2 separate regions of the Pan troglodytes genome follow, and region 1 is linked to region 2. The links are chromatin contacts, called in public Hi-C maps. All regions are on one chromosome and are shown on one strand. The core of a region is the stretch at or near the end of the contact, and the rest is flanking DNA. Distances in the headings are between cores, read along the strand shown.

Region 1 (5,641 bases), core at 2,970-5,469, 39 kb before region 2:
GCTGGTGTGGGCAGTGGCTCCCAGCTGTGAGCCCTAGCTGTGAATTGATGTGAGAATCCAGTGAGATAGAGGGGTGGGGATGCCCTGCAGGGGCTCCACAGACCAGCCAATGATGCTGGCCTAGAGACCACCCTCCACGGAGAAAGGGGAGCAAGATTAACACAAAGAGGCCAGGCGCGGTGGCTCACGCCTGTCATCCCAGCACTTTGGGAAGCCAAGGTGGGAAGATTCCTTGAGCAGGAGTTCAGGATCAGCCTGAGCAACACAGTGAGATGTCATCTCTACCAACAATAATAATAGTCCTAGATACTTGGGTGGCTGAGGCGGGAGGATCTCTTGAACCCAGGAATTCAAGGTCGCAGTGACCTGTGATTGTGCCACTATACTCCACCTTGGGAGACAGAGTGAGACCCTGTCTCGAGAACAAATCAACAAACAAAAAAAGAATTAACAGAGAGGAAGAGGCACATGCTTGTGGGGAAGGTAGGATGGGCCAGGGATGGGCCTCTTGTCTCAGCAGCATCAGAGGCCACAGAAACCCATGGGCGGGAGGTGATGGAACAGAGCCCCAACCAGACTCATCTTGACTCCACAGTTTTTTAGCATCCTGGAAGCAAATTATCCTGAGACTCTGAAGAATTTAATTGTTATTCGAGGTAAGCCCATGACCGGGATGACCTCCTGGGGAGGGAGAAGCAGGAATTGGGGGTACAGTAGGTAAGCCGTGGAGTTAAAGGCTTCTTCACCCATCCTTTGTGAAGAACCAGGTTTTGTGTGGTTGGTTTCTGGTTAGTTAGTTAGTTATTGAGATGGAGTCTCCCTCTGTCACCCAGGCCGGAGTGCAGTGGCACGATATTGGCTCACTGCAACCTCCGCCTCCTGGGTTCAAGCAATTCTCCTGCCTCAGCCTTCCTAGTAGCTGGGATTACAGGTGCCCGCCACCATGCCTGGCTAATTTTTATATTTTTAGTAGAGATGGGGTTTCCCCATGTTGGCCAGGCTGGTTTTGAACTCCTGATCTCAAGTCATCCAGCCACTTCGGCCTCCCACAGTGCTGGGATTATAGATGTGAGCCACCGCACCCGGCCTCTGGCTTTACTTTTTAGTTTCAGTCCTTCACAGACTGATATTTTTGTAATATACAAAATCATGCACTGGTATGTTGCAGCAATGTCAAGTTATAAGTTTCTAAATGTTTACTGTTACTTACTTATGTCAGTGTGGGCTGGGAACAGATAGTCCATGGACCACACTAGTGGATGGACACACTTTGAGCGGGAATGGTCCCTGGCTGCCCTGGTGATGTCATGTGTTCCAGAGTCAGAGGATCTGGTTCAAATCTAACTAGCTCTATGATTTTATCCAAGTCTACTTAACCTCACTGAGCCTCAGTTTTCCCATTCTGTAAGATGGGGATACAATAGCCCCCTCCCCAAAGATAACTATAAGGTTAAATGAAACAGTGTGTGGAGAAGATGGAGCACAGAGCTTGGCCCACAGACAGTGCTCAGTTGAGTGTGAGCAATTCAGGGCAGGACAGGAAGTCTCATGTAGATGTCACACCCAAGAAGATTCCAGACAACCTGGAGTGTGGAAAAGAAGAGATACTGTTGGGGAATCAATATTGCTGACCCTAGAGCCAGCTTGTGCCCAACCCCTTACAACTGGGTTGGGGAGACAGCCATTTTTCTTTTTCTTTTCTTTTTTTTTTTTTTTTTGAGATGGAATCTCACTCTCTCACCCAGGCTGGAGTGCAGTGGCGTGATCTTGGCTCACTGCAACCTCTGCCTCCCAGGTTCAAGCAATTCTTGTGCCGCTGCCACCCGAGTAGCCAGGATTACAAGCATGCACCACTACGCTCAGCTAATTTTTGTATTTTTAGTAAAGACGGGGTTTCACCATGTTGGCCAGGCTGGTCTTGAACTGCTGGCTTCAAGTGATCTGCCTGCCTCAGCCTCCCAAAGTGCTGGGATTTCAGGCATGAGCCACTGCGCCTGGCCTGAGACAACCATTTATTGAAAGCCAGGAACTGTGCCAGGTGTTATACATACATTATTTCACCTTCATTTTCCAGTTAACTGCACTAAGACTTAGAGAGGGTGGGTAACTTGCTGAAGGTCACACAGTAGAGAGTGACAGAATCCATATCTGTCCACCTCCTGTCCAGCACCTGCTCTTGGCTGTGGCTCTGTATCCCCACGTCCTTTCTGGTCCAGCTTCTCAAGAGATTTACATGTGTTTCAGCCCCAAAACTGTTCCCCGTGGCCTTCAACTTGGTCAAGTCGTTCATGAGTGAGGAGACACGCAGGAAGATTGTGATTCTGGGAGGTGAGCGACTTGGCCCCCTGGTTGTGTCCATCTGCCTGGGAAGCAGAGGTCAATGCTAAAGACCCTGCTTCTCCCTGGCTCGTCCTCTACTCGGGCACTACCCCTGGCCTGACCCTGGTGAGCCTCCACACACACGGGCAATGCCTTGGGTCCTAGACCATGGGCTGGGAGCCACATAAAGGTCTTGGGTACTCTTAGGAGTAGGCGCCCAGGGGAGCACGCCCAGGACATATCAGGTTCCCTCACCAGGCTCAGCCCCCTCTGCCCTCTGTTGAGTCTCCTGAGTCCCTTTGGAGTCCCTCTCTTGTTCCCACGCAGACAACTGGAAGCAGGAGCTGACAAAATTCATCAGCCCCGACCAGCTGCCCGTGGAGTTTGGGGGGACCATGACTGACCCCGATGGCAACCCCAAGTGCCTGACCAAGGTACAGGGTGCCCAGAGGATGGGGAAGGAGGGGAGAAGCTGTGATCTAGTGCTCACACACCCCCTTCACCCACAGATCAACTACGGGGGTGAGGTGCCCAAGAGCTACTACCTGTGCGAGCAGGTGAGGCTACAGTATGAGCACACGAAGTCCGTGGGCCGCGGCTCCTCCCTGCAGGTGGAGAACGAGATCCTGTTCCCGGGCTGTGTGCTCAGGTAGGGATGGCAGCCACTCTACACCTGGGCACATCTGGGAGGGGCCTGGAGCCCAGGCAGGGGGTCGCCAATGGGGCTCTATCCACTGCAGGTGGCAGTTTGCCTCAGATGGTGGGGACATCGGCTTTGGGGTTTTCCTGAAGACCAAGATGGGGGAGCGGCAGAGTGCTAGGGAGATGACAGAGGTGCTGCCCAGCCAGCGCTACAATGCCCACATGGTGCCTGAGGATGGGAGCCTCACCTGCCTCCAGGCTGGCGTCTGTAAGAGCTGCAGGGTTTACTGGAATTGTTTTCCCTGCCAGTCTCCCCTCTGCTTGCCCTCTCTTTCCAGCTCTCGGGAGGGTGGGGGGATCTCTGTAAGCTCCAGGGGAGCCGGCTTTGGGGCCATGGATCAGATGAGTGGCCCCTACCTGTAGGTATGAGGGCAGAGATTCATTGTGGGGGAAGAGCTGGTATTCAGAACCTAGGGCCTTGGGCTCAGCTCCTAAGAAGCCCCTATACCGGGATCACTGGACTAAGAGACAGGTAAGTAAGAGGCCATGGACTTAGAGTCAGGGGTCTTGGCAAGGGGACCACCCAGTTGCATGAACCACCCCATTCCAGGAGTCCCAAAGAGGTGACTTCCTCCAGGTGCTTATCATTCACCCCCAGGCCTTCCAGGCCAGATGCAGCTCAGTCAGCTTTACCAGAAGTAGCATTGCTCAGGGACACCACTGCCCTTCCACATCTATTGGGAACAGAGCTAGGAGAAGGGGAACCCAAGGTTGATTTCCTATGGAGGAGAAGGGTGTGGCTTATGCTTAAGTCAACACATTACCTTGTTTCATTTTGTGGAAAGGGAGCATTAGGAGAGTAGAGACAGACAAGTCTGCACGACTCATCACACCTGAGTTCACGTTGGACCTTGGCATTGAAGGACATGCCTTCTGTGAGACGGAAAGCGGCTTCTGTAGCCCAGCCCATTCCTCCTGGGGTAGCAGGGCTCCTCCCTGGGTTGGGACATCTGGATAAAGGAATCCCAGTACCTCCCCTCCCTTGCTCTGTGACCGCTGAAAGATCATATCACCTCTCCAAGCCTCAGTTTTCTCCTCCGTAAAATGAGGATGACATTGCCTTCCACATGGGGCTGCTTTGAGGATTCAGGGGCTATAATGTGTGATGGAATCCATGGTGCATGGAGAGGCCCAAGAGCTACCTGTGCAACCGCAACTAGGCGAGGACGCAGTACGAGCATACTGTGTCCGTGGGCCACAGCTCCTCCCTGCAGGTGGAGCTCAAGATCCCGTTCCCAGGCCGCCTGCTCCCTGGCTGTGTGCTGTTCTATATGCTGATGACCATCATGATTCCTTCATGTAGCGCAAGCCACCATGGAGATGGCAGCGAGCAATGGGCTTAGGGCTGGGCACAGGCTGGCCCTCAGGCCCCACCCACTGTCCTGGACAGCTCATTTCCAAGGGTTCCAGGGATGCAGGACGTTCCAGGGATGCAGCTCATTCCCAAGGGTTCCAGGGATGCACCCATGCAGGGCTGGCTCTTCCTGCCGATGTGCGGGGTTTGTGCTCCCTGATCACCTCTCCATCACTGCAGATGTCCTGCGCTTCGACAACACCTACAGCCGGATGCATGCCAAGAAGCTCAGCTACACTGTGGAGGTGCTGCTTCCCGACAAGGCCTCTGAGGAGACGCTGCAGAGTCTCAAGGCGATGAGACCCTCCCCAACACAGTGAAGACCCCAGCCACCTCTACCTGTGCGCTCCAACCCCTTCACACCCACCCCTCTGACCCCTGCCTTCCCAGGCAGGGTGGTGCTGAAGGTGGCTGCAGAGAGCCACTTGTCCCACGTCACCATTTCATCTCATTGTAGGCTCACCTGGCACAGTGGCCAAGCAGGAAGGGGCCACAAGTGCATAGCCCATGCTGAAGATTCAGACAGGAACCTCTTTCCCTGTTCCCAGAGAATGCGGCTGAGAATGAGAACGCTGAAGATGATCCAGTCCACTGAGGATGGGTCCTGCTTGCAGAAGCTGCCCTTTCACCCATCTTGACAAGATCCAGCCACCCAGGACTCACCCATGCCTGGTGTTCCAGCTTCAGGGGGTGTGCGTGGTTCCCAGGTCCTGTGGACATCACAGCTTCAGGCCTGAAGAGCAGAGAAGCCCCATTCTCTGCATGTAGGAGGTCAGCAGGGGTGGGCAGGCCCAGCTGGAGGCAGCTGGGTGAGGGTCCTGGTTCCTGCAGAGCACTGGGGCCCATCCAAGTTTGTTCTGCCACCACTGGATGGAAAATTGGAAATGGACTGGGCGTGGTGGCTCATGCCTATAATCCCAGCAGTTTGGGAGGCTGAGTTGGGCAGATCACCTGAGGTCAGGAGTTCGGGACCAGCCTGGGCAACATGGTGAAACCCTGTCTCTACTAAAAATACAAAAATTAGCCGGGCATGGTGGTGTGCGCCTGTAATCCCAGCTACTCAGGAGGCTGAGGCAGGAGAATCGCTTGTACCCAGGAGGCGGAGGTTGTAGTGAGCTGAGATCGTGCCACTGCACTCCAGCCTGGGCAACAGAGCCAGACTCCGTCTCTAAACAAACAAACAAACAAATAAATAAAGAACATTGGACATGGAGAGGTGGGGCCTGGCATGGGTAACCATCAGAGGAAAAAGCCATGCTCAGCCTT
Region 2 (6,317 bases), core at 490-2,989:
TTCTATTGATAATTCTTTCAACCAAATGCCAATCAGAAAATTTTTAAATCTACCTATTACCTGGAAGCCCCTGCTTGGAGTTGCCCCATCCTTCCACATCAAACCAATGTAAATCTTACATGTATTGATTGATGTCTTATGTCCTCCCAAAGGGTATAAAAGCAACCTGTACCCCAACCATCTTGGGCACATTTTGTCAGGACCTCCTGAGGCTGTGTCACGGCGACATCCTTAACCTTGGCAAAATAAACCCTCTAAATTGATTGAGACCTGTCTCAGATACTTTTGGGTTCACAGAGTTAATGCTGATGAAGGGTCACTGCACAGTGGACTTCATTTTCTCATCTGCAGGAAGGTGATAATGATGGCACCTGTCTCATGAGGCTACATAATGCGATGGAGGTTACATAATGCGATGCTTAGCTCAGTGCATGGCACACAGAAAGAGCTCCATCCACGTGCTCTGTGGGTGTCCAAGGGGAGGGCTGAGCGCGTGATGGAGGGGACTGTAGGACAAGATGATTCCGTCTTGGGGAGGGAGCCAAGCAGGGTTCATGGAGCGGGTACCGTTAGAGCTGGACCTTGAAGGCTGGGAAAAAAGGGAAATGGGATGGGGGGCGGGCATTGCTGGCAGATGACATGGCCTGAGCAAAGGCAGGGAGGCAGGATGGGCAGGGCACATCCAGAGAATGACGAGGATTCAGGGGAGGCAATAGCATGGGTGCAGGGATGTGTGTGGTGAGAGATGAGGCCAGGGGATTTTGAATGCCAAACTGATGTGTTCAGACTGGATCCTGGGGACCGTCATAAGCCATGAAAAGTATTGGGACAGAGGAGGGACCTGGAGAGATTCAGCCACGAGTGTGATCAGATCAGAATGTTTCTTTATGCATTGGGCAATTAAGGAATTCCCAAGCTTTTAGTTCACACAAATAAGACCCCAACAATCCTCAGATGCACATCTCTGGACAATTGTCCAATTAGTTCCTCTGAATAAATTCTTAAAAGTGGAATCCTTGAACCATGTAATTGGCATTTTTTATATCTGGGTTAGACACAGATGGAACGATTCAATCATTTGCCCTTGAAGTGGATGTCTCTTGCCACAAAAATAATGGCCAGTATTTGTGGAGCTCTTGCTGTGAGCCCCACTCTGCCTGGATGCTTTGTGAATCATTTTGTCTGTAATCCTCACAACAGCTTCAGGTCATTACAGAGAACTGTGCAGAGAGAAAACCAATGCTCAGAACATTAGGTAACTTGCCCAAGGTCACACAGCCTATGAATCATCCCCTGACTGTGTAGAGGGTCATAGGCTGGAAGGGCAGTGGGCAAAAGCAGTACCTAGGCTGGGGGAGGTATCGGGAGTTAGGGGACTGCGTGAGCTTGGGTCAGTGATTTTAACTCTAGGAAACAGAGACCTAATAACAACATCCATCTCAAGATGAGGTTATGAAGATTATTATTATTTTTTGTACCCCATTTCTGTTGAAGGTTGTTAAGATTAAATGAGTCACATCGCATGAATTGCTTAGAACAGGACCCGGTGCCCACTATGAGCAATTCACTAAGAGTTTATCAATAATCAGTTTGAATCGGCCAACATGGGCACGTTGGGAGGTGCTCCCCCCTTGTGGTTATTGCTAGTATTGCGTGAAGATGGCCACTTGGGACCCGACTCCCAGCATGCTCTAGGACAAAGGCCACAAAACCTGGGGGTGGGAAAAGACCCCGCCCCATCCCAGCTGAGGTCCGCTCCATCCTCTTACACAGGGAATGGCGATTTCCCATCACAACCACCATCTGCCACCTCCTGTCTAGTTGACCTCTCTGTACCTGTTTCCCCACCCATATGAATGACTTAGCACGGAACTCACAGCCACGAAGAATTGCTTCTGGTCCCCTGCCCAGGAAAGAGGTAAGCTTTCCCTGGAGAGAGAGCTTCCCAGTTGTACATGGTTAGAGTGTTTGAAGGAGGTATTCCAGCTCTGTGGATACCCCTTCAAGTAAGGTTGCCAGGTAAAATACAGGATGCCCAGGTTAGTATAAGTATGTGCCATGCAATGTTAGGGGTACACTTCTGAAACATCCTTTGCTGTTTATCTGAAATTCACATTTGAGCACCCTGTTATTTGCTAAACTCAGCAACTACCCCTGGGAGTTTGGGGCAGAGGCAGGGGCTGGGCTGCCTGGGAGGGGGCGACTGCCCATTCTGTGCCAGGAACCTGGGATGTCTCACTTCAGCCCTCCCAAGCTGGTGGGAGGAGTCTCTGTTGCTAACCCCACTTCACTATGAGGCCAATGGCGTCTGAAAGCCACACAGATGATGTGCAGCCTCCAGGATAGATGCTCACAGAGGAGGCAGCTACTACAGCAATGGGAGTGTTGGCCTAGAGGGAGCCCAGAGTGAAACTACTTTTGCAAAAATTATAACAGTGAGAAAATTATGGCAGTGAAAGAGATATGATCTAGCCAAGTCCTGATCTTGCCCCAGGCCTTCAAGCTGCCCCTAATTATTCCTGGGCTTAGGCCAAGCTAACTTTGGGAGACAGTTTATAGTTTAAATGATAATAGCCCTTCCCCAAAACTCAACCACCTTTGCGAAGCTAATAAGAGACCACCAGGGTAGGAGAACAGAGAAGGCTGAATTCTCCTAAGGTGTAGACATAAATGATAGCCAGTCATTATTCTGGAGGTCAGAAGATATGCAGCTTCCCCAAGTACTCCTGCAGGTAACATCACTATTTTAGAACCTAAGATTGGCCTTTTGTTGTTATTTTTGTCTTGTTTTGTTTAGAAACACCTTTTATTTGGGTAACATGTCCCAAAACAGGTCAGTTAATAAAACAGATTCTAAAGAATATGGCCCTATGCACAGCCTTCCCTCCCCAAAAATAACCTTTGGGAATAGGAATTCCCTTTCCCCCTTGCGCTCCTCTAATTTATTTAAAAGAACGTTTTGGGAGCTCATGTTTATCATCTGGGCAGGGGGGTGCCATGTCCATGTCCCGTATTCCTGGGGTACAGCAGTGGTAGGTGGCTGCAGCTCTCCAACCCTCTCCCAACCCTGGCCCAGCAAACATTTCTCTCCCACCCCAGGATCCGGGACCAAAAGAAAGAGCAAGCAGGCCCCCTCCACTGAGGTGCTGGGCAGGGCTCAGTGGCACGTCACTGTGCTTTGAGAAAGAGGGAGGGGATTTGTTTGGCACTTTAAAAATAGAGTGAGCAAGGCTGGGCGCGGCGAGTCACGCCTGTAATCCCAGCACTTTGGGAGGGTGGGGCAGGCGGATCACGAGGTCAGGAGTTCAAGACCAGCCTGGCCAACATGGTGAAACCCCAATTCTACTAAAAATACAAAAATTAGCCAGGCGTAGTGGCAGGCGCCTGTAATCCCAGCTACTCGGGAGGCTGAGGCAGAAGAATCGCTTGCACCCAGGAGGCAGAAGTTGCAGTGAGCCGAGATCGTACCACTGCACTCCAGCCTGGGTGACAGAGCGAGACTCCTTCTCATGAAAAAAAAATATATATAGAGAGAGAGTGAGCAGGACTGGAGAGAAGATATCAAAATGGCAGGGAGAGACCATTTGGCACTCGTCCCCTGGGAGAAGGGAAGAGGGAGATAGATACGAGAGTAGGAGCTAAGAAAAGTACGAGGGGTCCACTCCAAGTGACAGGTGCTGAAATGGGTTAGAACCAACAGGACACTGACTCTGGGTTTATGTCTTCTCTATCCCTCTATCCCACAGCAGCCGTGTGCCCACCTCCAGCCTCCCAAGTCAGCCTGTCCCTATGTTTAGTGTCCAACCTCTGATTCTGGCAGTCAAGCGTCTTCCCCAATCCTAACATCAGAGACTTTCAAACCACAGTGACTCCATCTTGAGTAGGGACTGGGTAAAATAAAGCTGAGACCTACTGGGCTGCATTCCCAGGAGGTTAGGCATTCTTAGTCACAGGATGAGATAGAAGGTTGGCACAAGATACAGGTCACAAAAAGTTTGCTGATAAAACAGGATGTGGTGGCTGGGTGCGGTGGCTCACACCTGTAATCCCAGCACTTTGGGAGGCCGAGGCAGGTGGATCACTTGAGGTCAGGAGTTTGAGACCAGTCTGACCAACATAGTGAAACCCCGTTTCTACTAAAAATACAAAATTAGCAGGACATGGTGGCATGTGCCTGTAATCCCAGCTACTCAGGAGGCTGAGGCAGGAGAATTGTTTGAACCTGGGAGGCAGAGGTTGTAGTGAGCCAAGATCACACCATTGCACTCCAGCCTGGGTGACAGAGCAAGACTCCGACTCAAAAAAAAAAACAACAAAAAAAACAAAAAACCCAACATAACCCAAAACCGGATGTGGTAAAGAAGCCAGCCGAAAACCACTAAAACCAAGATGGCAAAGAAAGTGACCTCTGATCATCCTCGTTGCTCATCATATGCTAATTATAGTACATTAGCATGCTAAAAGACACTCCCACCAGCACCACAACAGTTTACAAATGCCATGGCAACATCAGGACATTACCCTATATGGTCTAAAAAGAGGAGGAACCGTCAGTTACGGGAACTGCCCACTTCTTTCCAAGAAAACTGATGAGTAATTGTTTAATATATGTTTTTTGTTTGTTTGTTTGTTTGTTGGAGATGGAGGCCCTCTCTGTAGCCCAGGCTGGGGTGCAGTGGCGTGATCTCAGCTCACTGCAACCTCTGCCTCCCAGGTTCAAGCGATTCTCTTCCCTCAGCCTCCTGAGTAGCTGGGATTACAGGCGCTCCACCATGCCCGTTCTCATCTTGCTTCTAACCTCCAAGTTGTCCTTGTTCATTCCTCGGCACAGGCTGAACTAACTTTGGAAGGAACTTAGTTTATAGTTTATAGTTTAAAACAAAGATGATAACAGCCCTTTCCCAGAACAAACCTCCCTCTTGCCTGGAGACTAGACTGCCTTTGTAGGACTAACAAATTAGCCAAAAGATTATAAATTGTGGTTTAGGAGTCGTGCAGCTGGAGGCTACAAGATTCTGACCCTCCCCAAATTGCTCCTGGGGGTAACATCGCTATTGTAAAGCCTAAGATCAGTGCTTGAGATATTTTGCAGACCCTACACTTGATGGATCAGCTGGCACCACACAGATCAATAAACTGGCTCATCTGATCTTGTGGCTCCCACCTGGGAACTGACTCAGCACAAGAGGACAGCTTCCACTCCCTATGATTTCATCTCCGACCCAACCCCTCAGCACTCCTGACTCACTGGCGGCCCCCCACTCACCAAATTATCCTTAAAAATTCTGATCCCCGAATGCTCGGGGAGACTGATTTGAGTAATGATAAAACTCCAGTCTCCCGCACAGCAGGCTCTGTGTGAATTACTGTTTCTCTATTGCAATTCCCGTCTTGATCAATCGGCTCTGTCTAGGCAGTGGGCAAGGAGAACCCGCTGGGCGGTTACATGATCAAGAAATAACTATAAGTATACTCAGTCAAGCAGCCCATGCTGCTGCTCTATGGAGTATTCTTTAATTCTTTTACTTCCTTTTTTTTTTTTTTTTGAGACGGAGTCTCACTCTGTCACCCAGGCTGGAGTGCAGTGGCACAATCTTGGCTCACTGCAACCTCCGCCTCCTGGGTTCAAGCGATTCTCCTGCCTCAGCCTCCCAAGTAGCTGGGATTACAGGTATGCGCCACCACAGCTGGCTAATTTTTGTATTTTTAGTAGAGGCAGGGTTTCACCGTGTCAGCCAGTCTGGTCTTGATCTCCTGACCTTTTGATCTGCCCACCTTGGCCTCCCAAAGTGCTGGGATTACAGGCGTGAGGCACCGCGTCTGGCCTTCCTTTACTTTCTTAATAAACTTGCTTTCACTTTATGGACCCACCTCGAATTATTTCTTGTGTAAGAGCCAAGAACCCTCTCTTGGGGTCTGGATCGGGACCCCTTTCTAGTAACACTAATGTCCCCGATCATGTCTCTAGTGACTCAACCGTCTCTCGTTCCTTGGGGCTGAGACCAGTCTCTCTTGCCTGCCCACTTCCCTCTCATGGGTCAGATAGTGCCAAAGGCTCCATCCTTAGCTCCTAGAGAAAGCTTTGGTCCTCAGAACCTCCCTTCCCATTCCTTCCTTTTCCCCACACACTGGGGCAGGGAGGGAGAACAGCGGCCTCTATTTCGAAGCCCCCTAGATATGGATGGAGAGCAGGCCAGTGAGCAGGGCACACCCTTCTAGGAGCAGAATGACCTTGAGGATCCTTTGCTCAGAAGTCGCCAGCTCCTGGAAAGATTTCCAGAAAGGTGGTATAGAGGAAGGTGCCAGCCACCATGCCC

Evidence for each region. Hi-C and Micro-C count contacts between places; a contact is called where the count stands out from the background.
Region 1: a contact with region 2 is called in a Hi-C map of induced pluripotent stem cells, with 1.7 times the contacts expected there. The contact joins two enhancer-like sites. A contact is called at or near these places in 3 of 7 Hi-C or Micro-C datasets (induced pluripotent stem cells and stem cell-derived neural progenitor cells).

Annotation. Positions count from the first base shown.
Region 1 is chr23:32,612,114-32,617,754 of NHGRI_mPanTro3-v2.0_pri, reverse strand. SEC14L4 (SEC14 like lipid binding 4) reads left to right here. Exons shown (of 12, transcript XR_010156099.1): 7 at 596-656; 8 at 2,245-2,328; 9 at 2,647-2,753; 10 at 2,829-2,968; 11 at 4,556-4,716; 12 at 4,924-5,641. Among named protein-coding and RNA genes, the nearest start is that of SEC14L4, 14 kb to the left of the region's middle. Within about 2 kb of position 4,219, at least 1 of the 24 cell types and tissues checked has an H3K27ac peak or open chromatin away from gene starts, as enhancers often do. A contact at or near this core is called in induced pluripotent stem cells, where this site is marked.
Region 2 is chr23:32,570,318-32,576,634 of NHGRI_mPanTro3-v2.0_pri, reverse strand. It overlaps the pseudogene LOC100608604. Among named protein-coding and RNA genes, the nearest start is that of MTFP1, 19 kb to the right of the region's middle. Within about 2 kb of position 1,739, at least 7 of the 24 cell types and tissues checked have an H3K27ac peak or open chromatin away from gene starts, as enhancers often do. A contact at or near this core is called in induced pluripotent stem cells, where this site is marked.